Regions from separate parts of the Drosophila melanogaster genome. Here region 2 is linked to region 1. Evidence: chromatin contacts called from public Hi-C data. All regions are on one chromosome and are shown on one strand. Each heading gives the region's core, a stretch centred on a gene start, on an enhancer-like site or on the middle of the called end of the contact. The rest is flanking DNA. Distances are from core to core; before and after follow the strand shown.

Region 1 (6,299 bases), core at 1,890-4,389:
ATTCCCTAAATGCCTCGCTAGACACTAGCTGTTGCGCTAAGTTGAGCGTTTCTGGTGGGCAAATGGGTGGCGTTTGTTGTGACTAGACAGCATTATGCAAATTCCGCCAAAAAAGAATTGAATGGGAGGTGGGAAATATGGCAATTTTCCAGCTTTCCAGGACATCTGACATGGATGTGGCCAACCCAGCACCCACCACCCACAACCCATAGCCACCCAAACACCCACGCAACTCCATCGACACTCGTCGTCCCTTAATTATGCGTGTCAAACGGCGTCAATTGACCCAAGTCATGGGTATTCTGGGCTGGGATGGCATATCAACTGCCAATCCTGCGATTCGGAATGCGCATAATTATTTGTGAGCTGCGCCATCGGAGATTACACTACGCTGCATACCATAAAACACTGCTAGTTTGAATACCCATGTTTATGATCATTATTGAGATTACCACAATTTTACTGAACAGTAATATTTCCTCGCAATTGATAAATCTGCCATAAAGGGCTACATAAATTCATTTCCGAGAACAACTAATTAATATTTTCGTTCCATAAATTAGAAACTGTTTAAAAATGCAAATAAATGAAATCGGAGCCGAAAATGGATTGAATTGTTTACCAACTTGAACTATAAACAGAATGGTAAAATATCCATGAAATATATTGCATGGCAAGAGCTCTAATTAACCATAAATAAGTACTTTGTACTGTTTGTACTTTCTATATCAGACTTTCAGCTACAAATACAAGTTGGTCTTGTGGCATAGTGTTCGTGGCTACTCTTTTCCCGCCCTGCAATGCACCGGAGGCTTACGGAGCACTTACTTCAGGACAACGACATTTTGCGCTGTGGCTGCGGGAACATCGATGTTGTCAACACCCGCCCCCGCACGGCCAACGACCTTCAGGCTGCCGGATCCGGCGGCCAAAACTTCCGCGGTTATTTTGGTATCCGAACGAACGATGGCTGCGTCGAAATTCTGAAATGCGGTGTAATTTAATAATTAGCAACTGGGTAAATATAAATATTTGTCATCTAATTGCCTAACTCATTTCCCTGGCCATCTGGATGGCATCGATTACTGCTTTCTTCTGGAAACGTGATTGATACCACCTAACACCTGTACTTTATCATAAATAAAAGCAATTCGTCTGGCGTATGTATGTTTCTGGCTAAGATTATTGAACCTCTTGATATTTTCCGGCAATTTGTGATCCTACTGGAAACAATTTATTTAATGTTGAGGCAACATCGTCTGATCGGCCGTTTGATTGATAAGAACTATTGGACCGATAGTAATAAATGGTGATAACAATGTCTGGCCCAATTGTTCACAGCAGATTATTGCCATTTAAAAGGAATAGTTTTTTTTATTTTGTAGAATAAAATCTGAAAGTGCATTTCGAAAAGTGGTTTAAAATGCTGGGCAGTTTAAAATGAACAATAGAGAATAATATAGTCGAGATACTCGACTAGCAGATACCCGTTATTTGGTTTGTGGGAGTGCGAACGAGCGAAATTACAAAAATTCTTTGGTATATCGATAGAAATTGTCAAAATTGTGGGCGTGGTAGTTTGCGTTCAGACGGGCGGACAGAAGGACGGACATACCGACTTGGCCAATGAATCTAATCAATAATATATATATAATACTTTATATGCTTTCCTGCTACCTGTTACATAAATTTCAAAGAATCTAACGGGTATAAAAACCATTTGGTTCAGACTAAATTCTTTTTCTCTCTGCGAACGTGAAAAAAAATTTGTTGTCAAGTACTTATTTTCTGACCCTTGCAATTTGCTTTTATGTTATTCAATAAAATCACCAATTAAAAGTATCCGTCTCTAAATCAAATAAAATTCAAAACATGCATTCGTGCCCATACAGACATGAAGCGGTTTAACTAATTGAGACAAACATGCTTGTCAAAATTTAAAGCTGTTTTCGTGCAAGAGAAAACAAATTTAAATAAATTATGAGAGTAATTGATTTTGATTTGAAGAAGCCACAAAATGTTTTTTTCTAGTTTTTGTTTATTTTATCTTTATAACTGCGGTGAAAATATTCTCTTAGCCATTAACCCAATAAGGCTTAAAGTTTGGAGACAAGGAAAATAAGATTTGTAAAAACATTCTATATTCCATAACAAAGATGATAATGTTAAAAAAAGGGGTCAATTCCTTATCATTAGTTTTAATTTTGTTAAATACAATCTCCATACTGCAGTAGTTTTGAAATATACTTTCGGTTTGATGTGCTTAGATTGCTTAGTTACAGACTAATTGAAATGTTATTATTATGTAACGCCCACGCGTACTATCATATATGTACACACACATATACAATGCACCCATATCTCAGAGCGTTGCACATGTTTTTAACCACACTTGAATCATTCGCAAAGCTTTCATCCCAGCGACTTAACTCGTTCATATACATCTGAACGTGTGTATGTATTTACTTATTTACCTGTACTGAAATCCCTAAGCCACTTACCTTAACTTCCTGACACAGTTCCTCCACGGGGAGCTTTAGTTTGTAGGTAACCTTGTCAAAAAAAAAGAAGGAAAATATATGGTCAACAACGTTGATTAAATTGTGCAATAAATTAAATGCACTTATTTTCTATTTGTCCACTTCTAAGCGCTTTTACATGCTTGCAAATTCACATACAGTGTGTACTCGATAAGTAAAAGCAATCGAATAGCTTAATTTAAATGAATTGCATTGTAGGCATAGACTTTCAAATATTTAATATCTTTTTAGTGTTAGTTTTCGTCGAAAAAACATTTTTTGTGTGGTTATACTTAGTTTAATTATTTGTATTTTTATCCGAGGGCGCACTGTACTTTTGAGCACTTGTATGGGTGTAAGCTTTTGCTTACTCCAACAAATAATCGACTGTCACGTCAGGGGATTGGCGAACCTTACCTTAATCCCATGCTGTTCCAGCAGCTCCACGCAGGATTTGTCCACAGCATCGCAGACCAGCACTTTTCTTATATTGAGGGGCATATTTGGGTGGGTAATGAATACACTGAAAAATCTGGACAACCGGTAGATTGCGTTAATTTTTGCCAATTACTTTCCGCAACTCACGATCTGCGCCGCCGAGCAAACAAATTGAACTGACTTCGAGAGTGGGTTTCTCGGGCCATCGAACCTGACTTCGAATGCCTCTCGCCGGTGCAGTGCGATTGTTGTTTTTTCTGGGTGATAACCAAACCACTGAGAGGATCGGAGAGCGCCACTTGGATCTTAAAGTTCTCTCCTTCTTCTCGCGCGATTTGTTCTTCTTGAGTGTGCGTGTGTGAGTTGTTTTCGATTTTTGCACGCAAAACAACAATTTTAACCCACGGACGACCCTGTGATTAAAAATGATTTAAAAATTTCAGCTTTTGTAAAAAAATATGGCAAGCTTTCTAACTTTAATTGTATTATGCATTTATTTACTTTCTAATAGGGTTCAAAAAAAAGTACTTACCCATATAATCAAACTCACGCCGAATAGATAAGACTGCATTTATTTTTAATATTTTTATTGTATTTGCTTTTATTTGCAATTTAGCTTTCATTTAACTACGTATTTTCCAAAAACATATTGTGAACAACATTTGAATGCGGAAAATGAAAACGAAAACAACAAAATGTCGTCAAGGTGATGGCAGGTATTCATCCTTAACATTAAATTAAAGGAATCTTACAAAGTTGTTAACAAAATAATTAGGTAACAAATTGAAATATCATTAACTATTTACATACAATTTTTGAAAATTGCTGATTGGATTTTAGTTACCGTTTTTCTCATTTTTTACAATATGTATATGTTTTGTATGTATAAAATATTCTATATAAATTGGGAGCGGTGTTGATATTTCCACCAATAGTTCATTTTTATCTTTCCAGGGTATTCGGTGTGGGGATCTTTGGTTAATAATATATTGATTACGGAAATTTCATGCGTGCTCTTGTCAAATTTTCCACCTTCTATTCCAGTTCAATAAGTTATTTAGGCTAAAAAAATAAGGTTTGCTTTTCTTATTTAAGTGGCTTTGAAAAGTAGAGAAGTTATTACCGCTAAATTTAATTATATATAGGCGTATCTTTAAAGTTTCAGTATGCTTGCTATAAAACTTGTTTGTATGTTTGTGTTTTTTTTTTATAGTTTTCAAGAGTGTCAACAAATCGAAATTGCTTGGTTTGGTTTTCATTTGTTTTATTATAATCGGAAATAAGAGTTTATTATTACAAAAAAATTGCTATACTTTTGAAGCAAACCAGTTTTACTTCTTTGCAGACCTCTGTCCGTCTGCTAGAAGGTTATGTAATGGAATATATGAATTTATCAAGTTTAGTTTTCGAAAACTTTCAAAGAACTTGAGTTGAGAAATTTAAGGCATCTTACAAAATATCTTCAACATATTCCTATCAGATCTGATGAAATTTTCATGGCAAAGTTCACCTTTCCGTTACCAGAAAGTATCTAACAATATCTGGGATAATCAGTTATTTTTTAATCAATATTATTTTAATTAGTTTTTGGATTTCACGCTTACAAAATGCCGGCTGATGTATCTTTATCGGTTTAAATTTTGTTAATTATGGCAAGAACATACATACATATTTATATATGCAGCTCTATAAATGTGTGTATCTTTTTTAATATATACCATTATAATATATTGAATTACCAGTTCTGTGAATTATGTGCAATATTCTAACATACACACTTCTCATCAACTGACCATTTAAACTTAAGTTTTCCGCTTGTCCCCTTCTTAGCTGCAAAGGATCGTATCTAGTTTTGTTTTTAACTTTATGCTAGTATTAAAAAGTAATATTTCATTTAGGTTTAGCTAATACATAGATCATTTTGCTTTGCCACTTTTTACAAGAAGTGCTTGTGTATCGTTTGCTGCGTTCCGTTATATATTTAAATTTCAATTTGTTCCTCGTTAAAGCGCCTCCAGTGCCTTGGTCAACCCCATTCAAATTCTCTAGGGGATGGGAGGTGTTCTCCCATCTGACCTTTTAAACCCTCCCTCTCCTGAATGTGGCTAACAATTTCAATTAGGTATCTGTATTTGTCGTGCGCTGTTCAAATTTACTTTCTGAAAATTAGTTATATCACCTTGTATCTCTTATATAAAAAAGTACTAGATTTTTTCTGCGGGCAAATTGCCCGACCTGTCACTAAACTCTGACCCCGTGTTACAGGATTCAGCTGTTGTCCTTGGACAGTAGGATGGGTTCTGTGGGTGTGCTTACAGATCAAAACTAGCTGAACATCGACTCTTACTCGAGGTGGTGGCGATCGATTTGAATGCAGTGCGGTTCATCATTGTTGGGCGCTAGCTCAGTTCGACAACTAATGATCGACAAATTTAGCATGGTGGTTGGAATTGTAAAAGGAGTGCTCGTTCGGAATGGGCCAGATCAACGACTATCGTCTCAACATTACGTGTACAATTCAAAACTTGAACAATAATTTTGACGCATTCGACTTTAGCGATTGGTGGTGGTCAATAATGATCTAATGGGGCGGCGGAAATGCAGAATATCTGGGGTGGAGTGCTGTCGTGTAACTCGATTTGATGGATTTATAAGGCACTGGTAGTTTAAATCGCTATACCTAAACCTGAATCGATTTTCGATCCTTATCCAGGTTGCAGGCCCGTTCGCGGCTAGTTCAACTTGAGTTTTGAACTGAGATCGCGAACTGTGCGCTTTGGCAGGTGTGTGGCATGATATGGTGTGGCAAGGTATCTAGGTCGAAAGTATTGCTGTTGGAAGTTGAAATTGTGTACAATGCGTTTCATTCAAGATATATAATACAAATGTTTAACAACTAATAAAATGATAGTATTAGATGTACGGCCGTATTTAAGAAATATTCAGTTAAAAACTTCAAGCTTAAGCTTTCAAAATTATAGAATAAATACATTATGGATATATCAATTAATTTCAACTCATGATCATATGGCTTTGAGACGCACTGTAAGTGTAAATTTTTCTGTGTAGAGAAGGAAAAGCGCTGGATGCGAGAAATAGGTATCGGTTTGAGATTAAAGAGATTTCAATCGGTTCACAGTCAATTGAGAGTGTAAGAGTGTGTGTGTGTGTGTCGAGTGTGTGGAGGTGTGTTTGTGTGGCTCGACTTAGATTAAGACACGTTCACTAAATTATTAAAGCTGACACTTATTCATGTACTTAGTCAATCGATTGCATAACAAATACGAGACCCATTTGGGGACCAACAAATCCTGTTGGCTTTGGTTTCGGACTCCTTTCTTT
Region 2 (6,299 bases), core at 2,095-4,594, 110 kb after region 1:
CTTCCATTATTCTCATAGTCTGCTTTAGAGTACTCAGTTTCTCTTCCAATTCGCTGATTTTTGAATTCGCAGCCTCATTATCCGCTCTTAGGCTGGTTACTTCCTTTTCCAGAGCATCATAACTATAAGAAGATACACAAGTAGTAAACTATTGTTAAACACTAAAACTATAATAAAATAAATCAAACAAACAGGTATTGTGGAGTGGTGTTCTATAAACAAAATTTACTGTTAAAAACTGAAACATATACTTAAGTGTTTTGTTTTTATAGAATGGAATAGAATATCGCTGCACTAGTTTTACAGATTTGTATGAATAGGTATGTTAGATTTTGGGTTGACTGCTTAAAGCACAAAAGTCGAGTTACGTTTACATCGTTTTTTACGATGCAGGCACTATGTTTTGGACGACAGATTCCTTGACAGAAAACACCTCATTAACTCACCGCTCCTTTTCGGCTAACGATTCTTGCTCTAAATTATCCCGCTGTGCTGTAACCTCGGCCAGCTTTTCTTTTAAACCCTGCACCTCTTCGCACTCCACCTCAAAATGCTTCTCTAAGCTGGTGAACATTTGCAGGTCCTGGATTTCCTTCTTGATTTTATCCGTTCTGTGCAGGCAAATAAGTGCAGGGATCGGGTCGGGGTATGTGGATGCGATTGTTATGTGATGAATGTTATGGAGGATGATCAAAAAGCTTGCAGAAGTACTTACGTTAAGGGACCCTTGGGAGTGAGGGGCAGGTCTGGCAGTTGCCTGATGGTCAACATGGGTTTGAGGACATCTGGGCGAGGGGAGCCAAAATCAATGCATTCTGCCGGGAGAAATTCCTCACTAATGGAGTTGCTCTCGGTACCGATATCCAGGGAACCCAAAATGTTTATGGTCTTTGGAATGTTGTCCCATCGTTTGCCTGCATTTGAAGTGTGAAAAAACACTGGTTTTGGAAGGTGTGAGACCTTTGGAAATTGGTCAATTCGATCTTCAGTTGTGCCGGTCTCTGCTAGCTCCAAATGCGATCCCGATGCAGTGGGACACCAAGTACGGCGACGCTTCTGCTGACCCTTGTCGCTCAGGGAGTGACCACAGATTATCTTGTGCATGTCGTGTTTTATTTGTCTCTCCAGATGCTCTACCTTTTGCTGGTTCTCGTTTTTGCGCTCTTCTTCGGCCAGCTTATCCTTAAGCACCTTTATTTCTCGCTCCAGCCGCTTCATCATTGTGGCGTCAGATACCATCTCGTTGACTTGGGGCTTAATGCGAATTTTCTTGGCTCGCGTGGCGAAACTAAGGGTAGACTGCGACTCTTCCATGATCGATGGTTTGATTGTGCAAATGATGGATGTGAATGCATTGCCGCCCAAAGAAGCCTGCAGAATGCGCGTCAGCTTGGAATCGCGGTAGTTGGTAAATCTATTGTCCGCGTTTTCCGACAGACTTTTGATAACGTTACTGAGAAAAAGTAAGCTCTTGTTTATATGACCGCCCTCTTTGAGGCGCGCTCCTCGAGCACCCGTTTGGTCCGCCCGCTCTGACCCAGCCAGATCCACCAGGTTCAACACGCTTTGAATCACTGCGTCGTCATCGCTGTGGTCCGACTTTCGGGACTCGATGATCTGTGGGATACATGTTGCAGATTATCGGAAAGAAAATAGCAGGCTGCACTTACTATCTTAAATATGGCATGCGAACGGCTGGACCGCTCGTTCATGTTCGTCTCGCCCACGGTGCGCTCCTTATTGCCCAAGCATAGCAGGCGCAGGAGGTCAACCTCGCTGGTTATGATGCACTCCTCGCAGTTCACATTCACAATCCCATTTCCGGACTCATGGATCTTGAGGTCCTGATTCTTCTTGTTCAGCAGATCGTAGATCTTCTCGTTGTAGATCTCGATGTAGCCCACGCGCAGCAGAAAGTCCCGCTCCGTCTCACTGGAGATCTGTTGAAAGATCTCCTTGGCGGCTAGCACCATGACGCCCGGATTCTGTTCGTCGCCCATCATGGTGTACGTCTTGCCTGAAATGCATGCCCGGTTTTAGGTATACCGCCGCGTATATATAGCACAGTACCCACCCGACGACGTCTGGCCGTAGGCAAAAATAGTTCCGTTGAAGCCCTGCATGCAGGCGTGCACTATGTGCTTGGCCATCCGGTCGAACACCTCCTGGTTGCTGGCGCCCTCGTCGAACACATAGTCTGCCAAACGGAATGGAATGTAAATGAGATAAAGGTCTTGTGGATCAGGATACGCTCAACGCTCTAACCACTCACCGAAGACATAGGGCTCCGCATGGCTGTCCGCCAAGTGGATGGAGCGGCGCTCCTTCACCTGCCAGAGTGAAGTGAGCCCGGGCTCGCAGGGACGCACCTTGATGCAGACCTGGATGGAGCTGGCGTTCTTCGCAGACATCTTGGCGCCTTCTTGGTCTCAATGCTTTATGATAAACAGAACGCAGTTCATAAACAAACATAAAATTCAATGTTTTACAGTAAACAAACATTGATCGACATCTTTGTTGCTCGTTAAATTCGAACAAATGCCGCTTTGCAAAATCAGGGATGTATATGCTTCGATATCTTCGAGTGGCGCTAACGACTCGATAGATAAATCGGTTCATCGATTGTTATCATAGTTCCAAATAGGGCTGCAAAAATAAAAACAGAAACACATTATGTTCTTATCCCACAGGGCTGCATTAACATTCCTGATCAAGGGTCGCTACGGCATATATATATTCTAAGACGTTGTGTTCTTATTGGTAGGGCATGCTAACTAACAAAGTTCTATGACTCAATACTTTAAGGTCAAACAGAAAATAGAACAAGCTCTTAAATACATGCGAAAACTACGGTTTAAATTTCATATAAGTTCGTATTTTTTCTACTAATTCATAACTTCTATTCATAGCACACATATAATGTGGAAAGTATTTGATTCCAAAACAAATATTTGAAATAAATTATAACTAAGCTCCCTAATATAACCACTATAATATTTTCCAAATTTTCAATTTTCCTATTTTTTTTAATAGTGAACAACTGGGATTATTATTCCAATGAAATCTCATGTTTATATCAGACAGTATTCTTCTGTATGCATTAAACAATCCCCTCAGCTTTTGTCTGTCTGTAAGTAAGCATTTAATTTAGCGGTCTTTACTATTTTGGAAATATAGATAATAATAATCTATATTATATATCACGAAAAAGCTCGGAAAAAGTTTTATGTTCGAAGCCTATTGGATTATATTTTCATATTCGCCGAAAGCTCCTCAAACTTTTAAATTGAACTGGCTCGCGCCTATTTACTGGTTCCGTATTTCGATCTGGTTCGCTTCCGAAGCGGTATTTGTTCGAATTTACAAAGAGAAACTAACATGTCGATCAAACTAGCTTTTATAAAACGTTAAAATCTGTTTGTGTCTGTTCATTGTGCATGTCAAACACGTTTCCCACAAGTCGCAAAGATGTCTACGAAGAACGCCAGCTCCATCCAGGTCTGCATCAAGGTGCGTCCCTGCGAGCCCGGGCTCACTTCACTCTGGCAGGTGAAGGAGGGCCGCTCCATCCAGTTGGCGGACAGCCATGCGGAGCCCTATGTCTTCGGTGAGTGGTTAGAGCGTTGAGCGTATCCTGATCTACAAGACCTTTATCTCATTTACATTCCATTCCGTTTGGCAGACTATGTGTTCGACGAGGGCGCCAGCAACCAGGAGGTGTTCGACCGGATGGCCAAGCACATAGTGCACGCCTGCATGCAGGGCTCCAACGGAACTATTTTTGCCTACGGCCAGACGTCGTCGGGTGGGTACTGTGCTATATATACGCGGCGGTATACCTAAAACCGGGCATGCATTTCAGGCAAGACGTACACCATGATGGGCGACGAACAGAATCCGGGCGTCATGGTGCTAGCCGCCAAGGAGATCTTTCAACAGATCTCCAGTGAGACGGAGCGGGACTTTCTGCTGCGCGTGGGCTACATCGAGATCTACAACGAGAAGATCTACGATCTGCTGAACAAGAAGAATCAGGACCTCAAGATCCATGAGTCCGGCAATGGGATTGTGAATGTGAACTGCAAGGAGTCCATCGTAACCAGCGAGGACGACCTCCTGCGCCAGCTCTACATGGGCAACAAGGAGCGCGTCGTGGGCGAGACCAACATGAACGAGCGGTCCAGTCGTTCGCACGCCATCTTCAGGATAGTGAGTGCTAGATTCTTGTATTAATCATATAATATGCAAGATTATTTCTACAGATCATTGAGTCCCGAAAGTCGGACCACAGTGATAACGACACCGTAAAGCAGAGCGTACTGAGCCTGGTGGATCTGGCTGGATCCGAACAGGTGGACCCCGCGGACCACGCATCCAGCCTTATGATTTTTCGCAACTTGGTTAAGAGCCTCTCCGAGAGTGTAGATAGCAAGCCGAATAGCTTTCGCGATTCGAAACTTCCGCGCATCATGCTGCCTTCGCTGGGTGGAAATGTTTTGACCTCTATCATCTGTACAATTACGCCATCGTTCGTGGAGGAGTCGTCATCCACTATAAGCTTCGGCACGTGTGCCAAAAAAATTCGTTGCAAGCCGCAGGTCTGCAAGATAGACTCTGAAACCACGATGATGAGGCAACTTGATCGCGGGATCAGTATGTTGAAGGATAAGCTTGCTAAGAAGAAGATCAAGAATGAGAGCCAGCTGGTATTGCAGGAATTGGAAGGTCGCATCAAGCGCGACATGTTGAAGATCGTTTCCAGCGCCTCGCTTGACGACTATCGCCTCCAGAAGCGTCGTCGTACTTGGACTTTAACCGCCTCAGGCTCAGAAGGCGACGCTCCTGTTCTCGCATTGCCTGAGCCAGAGGAGTCCCGTCTACCGCGTCCTTCGAAGCTGACTAACCTGCCGAAACCCTTGTTTCAGCGGCGGGGGATTGCTCCCAAAGCCAAAGGCATTTGTAAAACCCTAAAGGAGAAAAGGTTACAAACGGATAATATGGACACTATGCCTGGCCGGGCGAAACAGTTGGGAAGAGAGACAGCTAGCAGAATTCCTTCAGTAATGATGTCAAAAAAGTATCAGGAGTCGGTGCCGAAGTAAGTAAATTTATGAATTATTTATTTTACTTTTAGATCTAGAGTTATAAAAAGATTCAAATGAGTTAAACAAACGAAACTACATAGTATTCTACGCGACTATATCGTTTTGAAAAGTACTTTAAGTAAGCAATTTTGCGCATTTTGAACATACCAACTCACCTCTTGCGCGCACTCACCTGACACCTGAACTAAAAACGAGGTGGAGACGAGTGCGGCGTGCTCTTCTACTCGGCTGTCTTCTCGTGCGGTCTTCGCTCGCTCTTCTTGCTTTCTCGCAGCAGTCGCAGCGAAGAGGGCAAGCTGTCTCAACTGGGAGTCCGATCGCGAAGAAATCGAAAACAAAACAAACGCCAACGCAAATAGCCGTCGAGAAGGAAAGATTTCTGGGGGAGAATCCGGGAGCGGAAAGAGGCGAGGCGACGCCTGTTGTGAGCCAGTTTTGCGAATAGACTCGGCTGGATGCGATGTGACGCCCCAGCTACGATCGCTTTGTGGCCCTGGAAGCGCGATAAGGCAGTCAGCCGATCGACAAGGTAGTTAACTGGCCAACTTCTTGATAATTTGATCGCTGGAATTCCGCAATGCTCATTGTATTTGCCGCTGTCCGTCAGTCAGCACGCTTTTCCTCCGCCCATCGCTCTCGCGCTCCTCCCCCGATCGTCTTGGGTGATCGATGACGTCGGCCCTACTGTCGATCCACCAACGTTATAGACTGTGATGTAACGCATATAGATTGGCTAACCGAAACCGAAAAAGTGAGTGAGTGAGTGAGTGACTTGGGTAAAAGATCTGCGCTCAAAATAATAGCACAGTGCAGTTGCACTTCTGTTTCGTTTGCGAAAATAAACAATTTGTGAAAGGTGTTTAGATTTGAATCTTTAAAAACGCTTCTATTTCTTTGACCATGTTCGCGTAACCCACACATCTCGCCTGGTGCAACTTCAACTTGAATGCCGCCAGCTGCTTCTATTTTTAGTGGTTTTTTGTGAACGCCGGATTCCCTCAGACAGCACCCATTTAGCTAGGCAGAGTAAATAGCTTTTCGTAGCCATGCGCGCACTGGAAATATAAATAGAGTTAAAGTATATTTATGGAGTTCCTGAATTTACGTATTCATTCAAATCCCTCAATTTTCCTATCAATTACAGCTGCGATGCCCCGCAGACCGAGATCTCTGCGCTTACTGCATCCAACCAGG

The links. A called contact is a pair of places that touch in the nucleus more often than the background predicts.
Region 2: a Hi-C map of the S2 cell line shows a contact between it and region 1, with 4 times the contacts expected there. The contact joins the promoter of cana here to the promoter of CG6287 in region 1. A contact is called at or near these places in 11 of 107 Hi-C or Micro-C datasets (the D17-c3 cell line, the Kc167 cell line, the S2 cell line and 2 more) and 2 of 6 datasets of contacts at active chromatin or transcription factors (both in the Kc167 cell line).

What each region holds. Positions count from the first base shown.
Region 1 is chr2L:11,152,582-11,158,880 of dm6, forward strand. It overlaps CG6287, which reads right to left and starts at 3,140. Exons shown (of 6, transcript NM_135652.3): 1 at 2,937-3,140; 2 at 2,502-2,552; 3 at 829-983. The coding sequence starts at 3,020. Ca-beta (Ca2+-channel-protein-beta-subunit) reads right to left here. Exons shown (of 12, transcript NM_001273447.1): 12 at 4,614-6,299.
Region 2 is chr2L:11,266,436-11,272,734 of dm6, forward strand. It overlaps cana (CENP-ana), which reads left to right and starts at 3,345. Exons shown (of 11, transcript NM_001032076.2): 1 at 3,345-3,607; 2 at 3,683-3,805; 3 at 3,863-4,209; 4 at 4,263-5,098; 5 at 6,250-6,299. The coding sequence starts at 3,469. cmet (CENP-meta) reads right to left here and starts at 2,567. Exons shown (of 12, transcript NM_080254.3): 1 at 2,273-2,567; 2 at 2,075-2,197; 3 at 1,671-2,017; 4 at 716-1,617; 5 at 447-611; 6 at 1-122. The coding sequence starts at 2,411.